2 separate regions of the Hordeum vulgare genome follow, and region 2 is linked to region 1. The links are chromatin contacts, called in public Hi-C maps. All regions are on one chromosome and are shown on one strand. Each heading gives the region's core, a stretch centred on a gene start, on an enhancer-like site or on the middle of the called end of the contact. The rest is flanking DNA. Distances are from core to core; before and after follow the strand shown.

Region 1 (5,981 bases), core at 1,137-3,636:
GGTTTTCTGTAAATGGAGAGCTAAGGTCTAGGAGACATTCCAGCTTCCTTTGTCCCCAAAAAAAGGGAACATCTTGCTTGCGCCACTAGCCACAGCCTAAATCTCAATTTTACGCTCTTCTTTTCAGACTTGTCACTATTGCTATCACACTGTTGCTTGAATACGTGCATGACATCCAGGTCTGATATTCTCTTTATGGCCTCGATAGCCCAAAATTAAGACCAAAACGCCCCCAGCTGTATGACAACAGACCTCATTTTCTTGCTCCATTGTGCTAAGGGTATGTTTGGAACTTTGTGGCAAAATTTTGGCCTCTTTGTTTGGAGGGTTGCCAGTTTTTTGCCGTGTCAATGGCTCTTTCACCCACTCTAGTTCATTTTTCCCAATGTAGACACCAACTAATGGGCAACCAAAAGCTTAACAATTTATTTGGCTAGCCAAATATTTGGTAGGGCAAGCTTGGGCAAGAACCAAACATAGGCAGCTTCTCTCTGCTACGTAAGCTTATCTTACGTGCAGCTGTAATGGTGCGTACCAAAGGCAAAAAAACTTGAAAGTTGAAACTATGTTTTGTATGGATGAAATGGAGCCTAACAGATACAAAAACCTGAACTTTTCTAATGTTTAGAATTTTAAGTGTGGATTTGGTTATCGTCCATCATGTTGAGGTCAGGTGCATAAAATCCTTCGGTCATGTTCATTTTGGTTGTGACAATAAACTTCATTGCCACTGCATAGCATATGTCACGAATTATCTTTGGCTGGGGGTTCAGGCCTTCAGGGTTTAAGGGGGACTAACAGCCGGCTGCCCGCTTCTGCCCACGCCGTCCCGCTTGCATTATGTGGGCATTTGCAGCAACCCACAAAGCGGCATCGTCTAGTATGTATGCTATGTGTTCCAGCTAGTATGCTAGATTGCACATACAGTAACTCTCCTAACTGAAATTAATCGATTAACAAACAGAGATACGCATAGTTAAGCTCGCTATGTCAGGATAGAGACGATAATTGATGGGGACGCTCATGTATCAATAAATCAATGTCGGTACTTCTTAGACCAGTCTAGATGTTGCATATGAACATGAATCAATCGGTGACACACATCATCAACGATGATGTCATAACAAGAGTGGAGAGAGGCTGATGTGTTCACGCTTGTGTTCAGATTTGACTTCAATGTCGAAGCTGCAGCATGCAATGGCAGAGGCTGATCAATTCGGCCGTTCGCACAGACCACGCAGGACAAGTGGCCTTAGTTGTGACCGAGCGGGTTGATCCACAAGTTCCACATCTGTTGTGTGCTAACCTGCAGGCATCCATGTACCATCTTATGTGAGATGGTTCATGCGGCACTGCAGGAGGCCCGCTCCCACTAGGACCTTAAAGTGGGGTTAATGGGATCTGAACCTAGTTGAACCCCAAAATATGTCAGGTTCTAACTGTCGAACAAGCAAAACAAAACAGCTCTGGTGAAACGGTAATTGACGGGAATGCATGAATGTAAATTCAAACAACAGTGTAACGGCAATAGTGAGAAGGCGAAAAAGAAAACGATAAATTTGAGATTTCTGCTGTGGCTAATGACATTGGAATATTGTTATCGGAAAACAGAAGAAGAGAATATCTAACCTGCATCACAATCGATGCTGATATCTGATGACTGATTCCCAGCTGGAAAAATGATAGCTTCAGTTCAGAAGCAAAATCAACGAGGTCATCTGCATAGATGAAGGCGCATCGCAAACTGCAATTTAAGATGTTTGACAAAATTCCGTGACACGCCTAGACGCTTCGGCACGTGTACAGTACAGTGCGGCTAACACGAAGGGATAATCCAGAGGACAGTACCTGCAGGGAGCGGGGCGAAGCTGAGATAGGAGTCGGGGATGAGGCGGCGGTCGAACCCAGGAAGCGGCACGAAGTAGCCGACGCGGCTGAGCACGATGAGCACGGCCGTGACGGCAAGCCGCCGCCGTATTTCGCTGCGGAAGAAGGCCTCCGCCGCGCCCTCCGCCACGGCCCCAAGCCGCGCCAGGTCCAGGAACCTGTTGCGGAACCCGGGCACCTTCTTCCCCCCCGCGCCACCCTCACGCGCCGGCTCGGCGGGGGTTGTGGCGGACGACGAAGCCCTAGGGGGGAGGAGGAGGCGGCGGGGCGGGGGGAGCGGGCGCTCGGTCGTGCGGAGGAGGAGGTGGCACTGGTTGGCGCGGAGAGATGGGTGCTTGGGGGCGAGGCGAAGTGGCGGGAGGGGGAGCGCGCACCGGGGTGGGAGCGAGAGCGCGAGGGAGGAGGACATGGTGATGGTGGCCGGCGAACGAGCCTCCGTCTCCTCGCGCGGCCGCAATCCGCAGGGACGGGAGGTTTGGGAAAGCCTGACGTGCAACGATGCAGGCTAGCTGAGAGCAACTCTTCTAGCAGACCCCGCATCTCGCCGGCCAGCAAAAGGCTTTGCCGTGCAAAACAGCTTTTGCGGGCTGGTCCGAACGGACACAGATGAAGACTCCCAAACGGATTCGTAAAAAATATATTTTTTTACGAATCGGCTTTGCGGGGTCTGCTCTTTACGCCGCTGCATCCCGCATATCATCAGCCCGCAAATATCAAGTATAACATAATTCAACAATTGAAAACAAACTGAATTATTCGAATCAAACATAATACAATAATCATCCGCATTACAAATAATTATTCACAATTTGTCATGAATACAAATACAAATGAATACAAAAATAAGTCACTGTCTAGCCCTTTGCCAATGGTGTTCAATGAGATTTTTCTGAAGTTGAAAGTGAGTGTCTGCATTTTCAATCTCCTTGTATGTGTGAAGAAAAGCTCTAATACGGTTTGGGTCTCTAGCTGGTTTGACACGGCTACCCATATTGTCGTAAAAGAATTCTAAGTTCAATTCTCTCTCATCTTCAAGAATCATATTATGCAGGATAACACAGCATGTCATGATGTTCCTCAAGGTTTTCTTATCCCAAAAACGAGCAGGACCATGGACAATGGCAAACCTAGATTGCAAAACAATGAATGATCTTTCAATGTCTTTGCGGGCTGCCTCTTGCACCTTTGCAAATTCACATTGTTTTTTTGTTTTGGATTCTTTTATGCTCTTGACAAATGTGCACCAAGGAAGGTATATATCATCTGCAAGATAGTACCCCTTTGTGTATTCATGTTCATTGATAGTGTAGTTGCAAGCAGGAGCATCACCACTAGCAAGCCTAGCAAACAAATGAGACCGTTGCAACACATTGATATCATTGAGAGTGACCGGCATACCAAAAAAGCAATGTCAAATCCATAAATTATCGGATGCTACGGCCTCTAGCACAATTGTTGCATCACGAGACTTGCCACAATACATTCCTTGCCATGCCTTGGAGCAACTTTTCCAATTCCAATGCATACAGTCAATGCTACCTAGCATGCCAGGCCAACCTCTCCTCTCATTAGATGCCGTCAATTTTTTTGTGTCATCTTCATTGGGTGCCCGAAGATACTCAGGACTGAAGACACGGATGATCACTTTTCGCAAATCTACGCACAGACTCAATTGTGGTATCTTCACCAATGTGAAGATACTCATCGGCATAGTCAGCCGGAACGTCATATGAAATCACCCGCATAGCTGCGGAGAATTTTTGATATGCACTAAATCTCTTTAAGCCCGCGGCATTCCTTCTTTGAGTAAAATACCGGCAACTTGCCTCGCAAGCTTGAAGAATTTTCACAAAGAGGGATCGGCGCATTCGGTACCTTCTCCGGAAGAGGTGCGGAGGATATGTAGGATTCTCCGCGAAATAGTCTTGCATCAACATCTCGTTCCGAGGAATGCACAAACGCCCGACAGTCGATCCTCGCCTCCTCTTCCGGTTCTCGTCTTCATGCTCCTTCACGGCAAGCGCCATGATTAATGTTTGCTGCCGAAAGTTCACAAGCATGGTCTCAACATCCGAGCCGTCCGAATCGGACGAATCGGATAGTAAGAACTTCTCGCACGGGGCCAACTCCATCTTCTCGCACAGCTCGCAAAAATCACAAAAAGGGACTAACCGGCGGCGGGTGATCCCGGGCGGCGACGAGGGGGTGCGCTCGGCGGCGGCGGCGGCGGGGGGCGGCTCTTCTTGCCGGATCCGGAGGGGCGGTGCAGCGGCTCGCCTGCAGATATGGCCGGAATCGCCGGCGGCGGGCGGGCGAAAGCAAGGGCGGGGCGGCGGCGGAAGGAGGGGGAAAATAGCGTGGGCTGAAATGTCCCTCCCGCCAAGTGCTTCTGTGTGATGCAAGGCACCGCAGCCACGAGGGGGAAACCCGTGTTTTCCCAGGTTGGGGTCGGGAATTTGCCGCGCCCCCCAAAAAAATTTGCGGGCCCGGGCGGGATGCGGGGTCTGGTCGGGCTGGCTTTCCGGTCCCTACCCGCATTTTGGCGGTTATTTTGCGGGTCGGAGGCGAATGCGGGGTGTGCTACAGTTGCTCTTAGAGCAACTACAATACAACTCAGTCAACTCGCTATAAGGAATAAACTAATACTCCCTCCGTCCAGAAATACTTGTCCTAGAAATAGATGTATCTAGACTTATTTTAGTTACAGATGCATCCATTTTGTACATTTCTAGGACAATTATTTTCAGACGGAGGGAGTATATTTTTGTTTAGTTCAAGGAAAAAAGAAGAGGAGAGAGAAGGTAAGCGGGCTCTTAGCTAAGAGCCGGCTCTAACACGTGCTCCTAGGCATTTTGTGAGTACGAAAGGTGAGTCATATAATAAAAAAAATAATACACTTTTACAATGAACTATTGTACATATTGGCTATATGATGGGCTATAGATGACATGACAATAGCTTATAGCCAGCAGCTGGCTATACTGTTGTACTTGTTCTTAGAGCATCTCCAGCCATTCCACCGATGTGATATAGCACCGCCCTCGGGTGCGTCGACCAAAAATATTGGCTAGAGGGCTCAGGTTTTCAATTACTTCCCCAAATCATCTAATTTTTTTTAAACGGTCCAAATTCGGTAAAAATCGAGTAAAATTCAAAGAAAATTCATAGTTTGCATTAAATTTATATAAAATTGAAATAAAAAAGATAATTAAACATAATTTCGCCCCCTTAGGTCGTTTGAATTCTTTAAAAATAATAATAAAGTCGGCCCAAATTCGGTCCGAACTGAGTAAAATTCAAAGGAAATTCATAGTTTGCATTAAATTTATAGAAAAAGTGAAAAAAAAACATAATTAAACAAAGAACTAAACTAAAACTAGACTACATCGTCGTCACCTGCCGCCACCGCCTTCTACATGCCGAGGAGCTAGTAGAAAGTGGTGTAGTTGTCGCCGTCCTTGCTGCACCCCTGCCTTGGGTCGTCGTGGCGAACGGGGTTCGAAGGCCCCGTGTAACACCCAAGATTTTTAAATTGGATTTCTTTGACTTTTGAGTTGTTTTAAAATGGGTTTAAAATTTTGGCTTTGACAAAATATAAAAACCCTGAAGTTTCTTTAAAAACCTTTTTAAGAAAATCTTTTGAGCTTCCTTTTACAACATGTCTGGTCTGAAAAGGATTTTGGTTGCCTCTTCTCAAAATGATTTGGTTGGAAAACTTTATTTATTCTTTATCAAACCCTTGGGATAATTTCTATAGGTTCCCTTGTCAATCCCCTTCTACAACGGAGTCCGACTATGAAAAGTCCTCAAGGACGGTGGCAGCAGCCTCAACATCATCTACGTCGACACGCTGAGAGCAATGGACATTGCATTGTCCTATGTAAGCAAGAGCAACATGCAATTGCACGGGGTCATCCCCGTGAAGAAGGCCGAATCACTCGATCAGATCACCCTGAATGTCGTATTCGGCTTTGAGAAGAATTACAGGAAGGAAAGACTGATCTTCGAGGTTGTCGACTTCAAAAGCGCCTATCATGCCATCCTGGGTAGGCCTTCCTACGCACGTTTCATGGCCCGACCATGTTACTTATATC
Region 2 (5,914 bases), core at 2,517-5,016, 310 kb before region 1:
AAATTATCCAACAAAATATAAGGATATTCATAATATACATTTAAAAGGATTTGGCACTCTGAATTACAGAAGAGCTGGTAGCAATACCTTGTTTAAAAATTCGTCCAGATCTTCAGCTGTCTGTTTTGTTTCTCCACTACGTGATGTTTGAACTTCCTTTGCCATTTCTTTTGCAGTATCTTGTAGAAACTTTGCATACTCCATCCTTGCTTTCAGTTTCCTTTTCAACGCTTCCTGCACATGAAAGTGGGCTACATTCATGAGACAATCAATATGCAAAGTAGTTATGTTGGTAGTTCCTATACAAATGGAACTACGAGGACGATTCAAATGTGATACACTAAATCTGCCGTATCAGCAGAAATGGACTACAACAGGGTAAGAAGCCATGGAATCATAATGATACTGCACTGCACATCTACCGGCGAGAGAACAGGGCAAAGAACTTGTGTGTCATAGGTTCTGACATGCATACACTATTAGTAGCATGACAGCATGCTGAAAAACATTAATGAACGGTATAATCATACCAAGACATTTAGTAATTCAAGTGGTTACATCACAAACCTCTTCTTTCATCTTGTCTTGGAAAGTTGATGGCAGCATATTTGGAAACAACTTAAGAAACACTGGTAGTAGGAATTCCATGAATGGGACAACAATGAACACAGCAACAGGTACCAGCCTGAAGATATCTGCTGTTGTACGGGTGAGCTGTTGCCTCTCTCTTCTTGAGAGGCTCTTTCCACCAGCAAGTTTCACCAGCAATCTTGATGAAATCCTAACATCTGCCCAGAGTAGCTTTGTTCCTAGCCAGTAATGCTGCAGTGTGGAAATAAATTCATCTTTCCCATGCTTCAGTTTTGCAGCCCAATCAGCTCTGCACAAACAAACAAAACAAGGTAAAATCATGTGTTAAGAGTAAAGGAAATGGGGCAGCAAAGAAATATCTTGTCTTAAGATATACGTTTGAGACAAATACAAAGAATTTAGACCTGCTCATTGAAGCAACAGCTCGAAGAGCCGGACCAATACCCAGAAGCCTTGCCCAGAACTTCTTTACGATTGACTGGTCAGCCTTTAGCGAATCTTGCACCTGCTTAGCTTTGGCTTTAGCTTTTGCCGTGCTTAGCCCTTCCACAGCCTGATCACATTCTTCTGGGGATGCCTCTTTTTTCCTTTTATTCTGGTTTTGATCATCACCCTGTTCTTCAATATCCAATTTAGGTTGCCCAGCAGTTGCAGTTGATGCTTTGCGAACTGACTGCAACAAACCTCTAGCTCCCAAAGGCAATGTGAATTCATTCCTTCCAATTCCATAACCATAGTGAGAAATCACGTGAGCTGGACGTCGCAGAAGCCCGTTATCAGGACCTAGCAGACCCCCCTTTGTAAAATTGACACTATATTGCTCCTTCTCCTTCTCAGACTTCGAGTCCCCTAAGCTTTGCTCAAGAAATTGTTGTGCTATTCTTGGCTCAGGCTTAAAACCAAATGTTCCATGGAGGAATGAAGAGGAGGAAGACGAGAGGATAGGTGCGTTAACATGATCCAAGAGATACTTTCTTCTCCTAATGATTGCCCTTGATGCCATGATTGGTTGCTACTCACCTTCCCAATGTGGAGGCCAAGGTCATGTCTTTTCAGATGGAGCCCTGAAGTGATCTGATTTGACCATAAGCAGAAATGCACATTGACAAATAAAGGGGGTTAGTAAGAAGACATAACAAAGAAGCAATGTATGTAGAGAAAATAATATTCAACAACCACAATATTGAAACACACCACAGACCCACAGGCACTATTTCATTTCAAGGCATCTTAGATAGTGGCTCTGACCTAACCAAAAAACAGTCAGTTCTCGAGAATTTCCTCAAATCTGATGTTCGAGACATTCCAGTACAGTGACATAGAATCCTAAATGAATAGCAAATAACAGTAATAGCGTGATCATCCAAAGTGAGTATGGCCGAGCTGTAAGAGAATCAACTCTGATCCCAAGTCTCCAAGCAAGCTTGGCATTAGTCCAATGAATAATCAGCAGAACAAATAAGCCTAGCAAGTTTGCTAGCTGCAAAAGGACCATGAATATAAAGCAACGAGAGTTTACTTCAACAAATTTGCTATCAGCAGCAGTTCACTTAAAGCAACGGGCTCAGCAGTATAATAGCAACAGGTGGAGTCCACACAAAAAAACCTGAAACATACCTTTGCTGTTCGTGTTAGGTTTAGGTTCAATGAATTAATAATGGCAGAATATGATGTGGTGTGTAAATTGAGTAGATGTGGCTTGCAATGCCAAAACCTATGGTTGTACCAGGGTCATGGTAACTAGTTCCTCGACAGAGCTATGAAGGTTGTGCTGCGGCAATAATCAATCGAGGAAAAGGTGACAATATAAGAAATAGGCAATTTGTATCCTAATTGGAGTGGTTACGAAGCGTAGGTTTGGAATCCTACATGTCTCTCCAAATTATTGCACAATAGGTGAATGGGTAGTTCTGGCCCTTCTAAAAATCATGGCCATGTAAGCACATATATTTGCCATGACACACTGCAGCCCATACTATCAACATTTTGGGTCCAGCCAAAGTCATCCATCTATCCAAAATTAAGGCATGTGAACCACAAGTAAATGCTTCTGCTGCTACTTAAATGGTTGAATTCATGGAAGTGAACCCAGCCCATGACATGAAAAGGCTGCCATATCATAACGATGCTCCTCCAGTATCATGTGATCACTGACCATTTGACCCTACACCTAATGCTCTGCAACAGATGCTGTGCTAACATATACCCAATCATCGGATTGCAAAGTTAAATGGCAACAGGAAGCACCAATATTTAATGTAAACATCATTTGCACCTCACAATAGTTTGGCAAGAAAGATGTGGACTCAGACCATTTATGCCAACCGTGCAAAGACCAAATAATTCACACTGCTATATCAAATTCAACATGGCATCGAATATTTCAACCAAGAAAACCAATCTTAGGACGATTACAGCTAGTAAGGTGCATGAGAAACAGCATTCCACATTTCCCATACCAATAAAACCACCATAGGCCAACAATTAAGGAGGTGCATTAGGTTTACCATAGCATCATACATAACGTACAACTGAAATTACCAACAGAAGACATCATCCTAGGCCATTTTAACAAGCAAAGAGGTGCATCCGTGTTAACATGGCAAAAAAAAAATCACATAGCATCATTTTCAGTCGTGGCCTAAGCATAAATAAATCACACAAGCAGTCCAAAACAGAAGCCGTCACGAGAAAATAATCATGGGCAAGCCGAGCAAGCAAGCAAACCGAGCATCATAGTAAGAACTAGGCATCTGTAAGAATCACACCCGCGCGGGCAAGTTCACGAACATCGCCAAAACCCTACACCTCCAACAGTCCGCGTCGCAGATTTTACCCTCGCAGGCATGGGTACGAGCACGGCCCAAACCCTGGCGTCCAAACCCCCACAAATCAGCGGTCGAAGTAACTGCGGCGTCTCAGATTGGTCGCACAAATTTGAAGAAAACAAAGGCGAAACGCGACCATAAATGGAATCATGGAGAGGAGGATGGAAGGGGAAGGAGGGGGCGGAGAGGAGGTCCTTTACCTCCACGGACAAAGAGCAGCTCCGGACCGCCGTCCGCCGGTGCTACAGTACCTACCTGAGCCTGCGTCCTTGGGGAGCAGAGGGGAAGGGAGGAAAGGGGCCGGGAGTTCGCACGAAAGAGATGTGAGAGACAGCGGCGGCGGAAATGAGTGGAATGGATCGGGGAAAATGTGCTGTTGCCCCGTGCAGGCCTGGTTGCATCGTACGGGCCCGACCATACATGGCCAAACGGGCCTGGCCCGGCACGGCCCAGCACGGCCCGCCAGAATCGTGTCTGACACGGCACGGTCCGTCGAGGCACGTTTATTAAAGAAGTTGTGTCGTGCCGAGCCACGTGTCCGGGGTCCAGGCCCAAGCACGGCACGGGGCTATGCAGGTCGGCCCGTCGGCATGCCACGTCCGCTGGCCTGTTAGGATTTTAGTATTTTAGGCCGTTATTTGGGCCGATTTCAGCCTGTTCGGCTATTATTTGGACCGATTTTGACATGTTGGGCTGTTTTTTGTGTTAAAGCCTGTTTGGACTGCTCTGCTCCTTAAAATTCAGCTTTGTTTCAGAAAAGACAAGTCAAACGGGTAGCTTCACGATATGTTGATGTGTAAAAAAACTAGAATCTGGAGTACAACTTCAAAGTTTTTATGAAGCTCCTGAGAGGGTGCTCCAAAAAACTCTAGAAGCTGGAGTTGAGGAGAAATTGTCCACCACTGCCACCAGTAAGTGAATACTCCTTCATTTCTTTTCCATCAACTAATCAAATAGATTCTTTTCACCAGTTTTTTTATTCTTGAAGCTCGAGCTAGATGGAAGCCAAACACTCTCTTGATAGTGTTGTAGCTTCTGTATGAAACTGCTCCAAAGTGAATTTCATGAAGTGAAGCTGATTTTAGTGAATTAAAGCAGTCCCAAACAGGGCCTTAATTTTAACCTATTGGGTTTTTTTATCTTATATATATATAAATAAAAACAAAAAATAAAAACGGTAAACGGGTCGTGACGTGTCGGCCCGCATGCCCAGCCTCTAGGCCCAGGCACGGTCCGAGGCGTGCTTCATGTCGGGCCCGAGCACGATTAGCCCGTGTCGGACTGGGCCCATGTCGTGCCAGGCACGCGGCCTGTCGGGTCGGCCCGGTTACACGACCCGTTTTGGCTAGATCTGGGCCCCACTGAGTGGAAACGAGCGGTTTGTCCTTGGCCTAGCCCAAGTAGCAGCGCAACAGAAAACAAGACCACTCTAAATCATTAAAAGAAACTAATAGAACACATATGCGTTACTATGGGATACCTATGCGTTGCTATGGGCTGCTACGGATAACAATGCATATAAATAAATCAGAGAAATAACTAAAATTGTCTTCAAAATCAAAGCTTTTTTTCTCATACATCCGAAAGTGTTCGGACATCAAACGGGCGCCTAGTATGTTCTTCAAAATTCAACAGTCTAGACAATCCGGGTTTCCCAAATCTTGCGCACATGTGAGGAAGAAATGTGGTTGTCCGAACTATTCATGATGTTATCTCCAACACACGGTCCCAGTGCAAAACCCAACCCCCATTATGTACCCTCTCCTTTTCGCGTCGAACCCTCCCTTTTTCGCTCGGTTTTCCATCGTAGCGGGACATTTAATGCTGGAGCCCTCTTCTTTAAAACAGGATGGCACCCACCTTACTTTCTCCATGACACCCTATTCCCTTTACATCATACTTTCCTCACAGACCGTCAAGGAGCAGTCTGTCGTAATGTCTGCCTTGCTTGCTATCATGATCTCATCCCCCGTGTTTGTGTTGTTCCATCACCGCCATCAAGGGAGAGGAAGTATGTGTCGTCTGTGACGCCCTCAAAGCCAAGAAGGCAGATACGTAATCGAACAGAACAACCCTAATGCCCACCCCACTCACTCTCAACCCTCACGCTTATCACAATCCATCAACTTGTGTTTTAAGTGAGGCAATGATCAACGTCGCCATGGCCGCCCAGCAGCAAGGAATAAGGATGGCAACCGTCTTCCCTTGTTTGTGCTAGTACCTCTCGGTTCTATACTGGACCCAGCCTTCTTCCCAGGCTCTACCACGACATAGCCACACTCATGTGTTCTCATAGAAAACGAAAGCTATGAATAAAAATGTTCATCCAAGACATGAAAAATGCCAATGTTTCTCTCATATTCCCTCCCTCGCGCACACATGCCCGATTCAATCAGATATTAGTGAATAAACAAATAGATAATTAAGCGAGATGTCAATATGTATTTATAATTCATTTTATAAGTTTATTTAGTGAATGATATGGTAGGGACCAT

The links. Hi-C and Micro-C count contacts between places; a contact is called where the count stands out from the background.
Region 2: a Hi-C map of leaf shows a contact between it and region 1, with 4 times the contacts expected there. The contact joins the promoter of LOC123442049 here to the promoter of LOC123442027 in region 1. A contact is called at or near these places in 3 of 6 Hi-C or Micro-C datasets (leaf and seedling) and 1 of 1 datasets of contacts at active chromatin or transcription factors (embryo).

The regions. Positions count from the first base shown.
Region 1 is chr1H:421,016,423-421,022,403 of MorexV3_pseudomolecules_assembly, reverse strand. It overlaps LOC123442027 (preprotein translocase subunit SCY2, chloroplastic), which reads right to left and starts at 2,386. Exons shown (of 13, transcript XM_045118157.1): 1 at 1,849-2,386; 2 at 1,630-1,718. The coding sequence starts at 2,296.
Region 2 is chr1H:421,328,411-421,334,324 of MorexV3_pseudomolecules_assembly, reverse strand. LOC123442049 (mitochondrial proton/calcium exchanger protein-like) reads right to left here and starts at 3,766. Exons shown (of 15, transcript XM_045118169.1): 1 at 3,620-3,766; 2 at 996-1,665; 3 at 568-880; 4 at 88-234. The coding sequence starts at 1,594.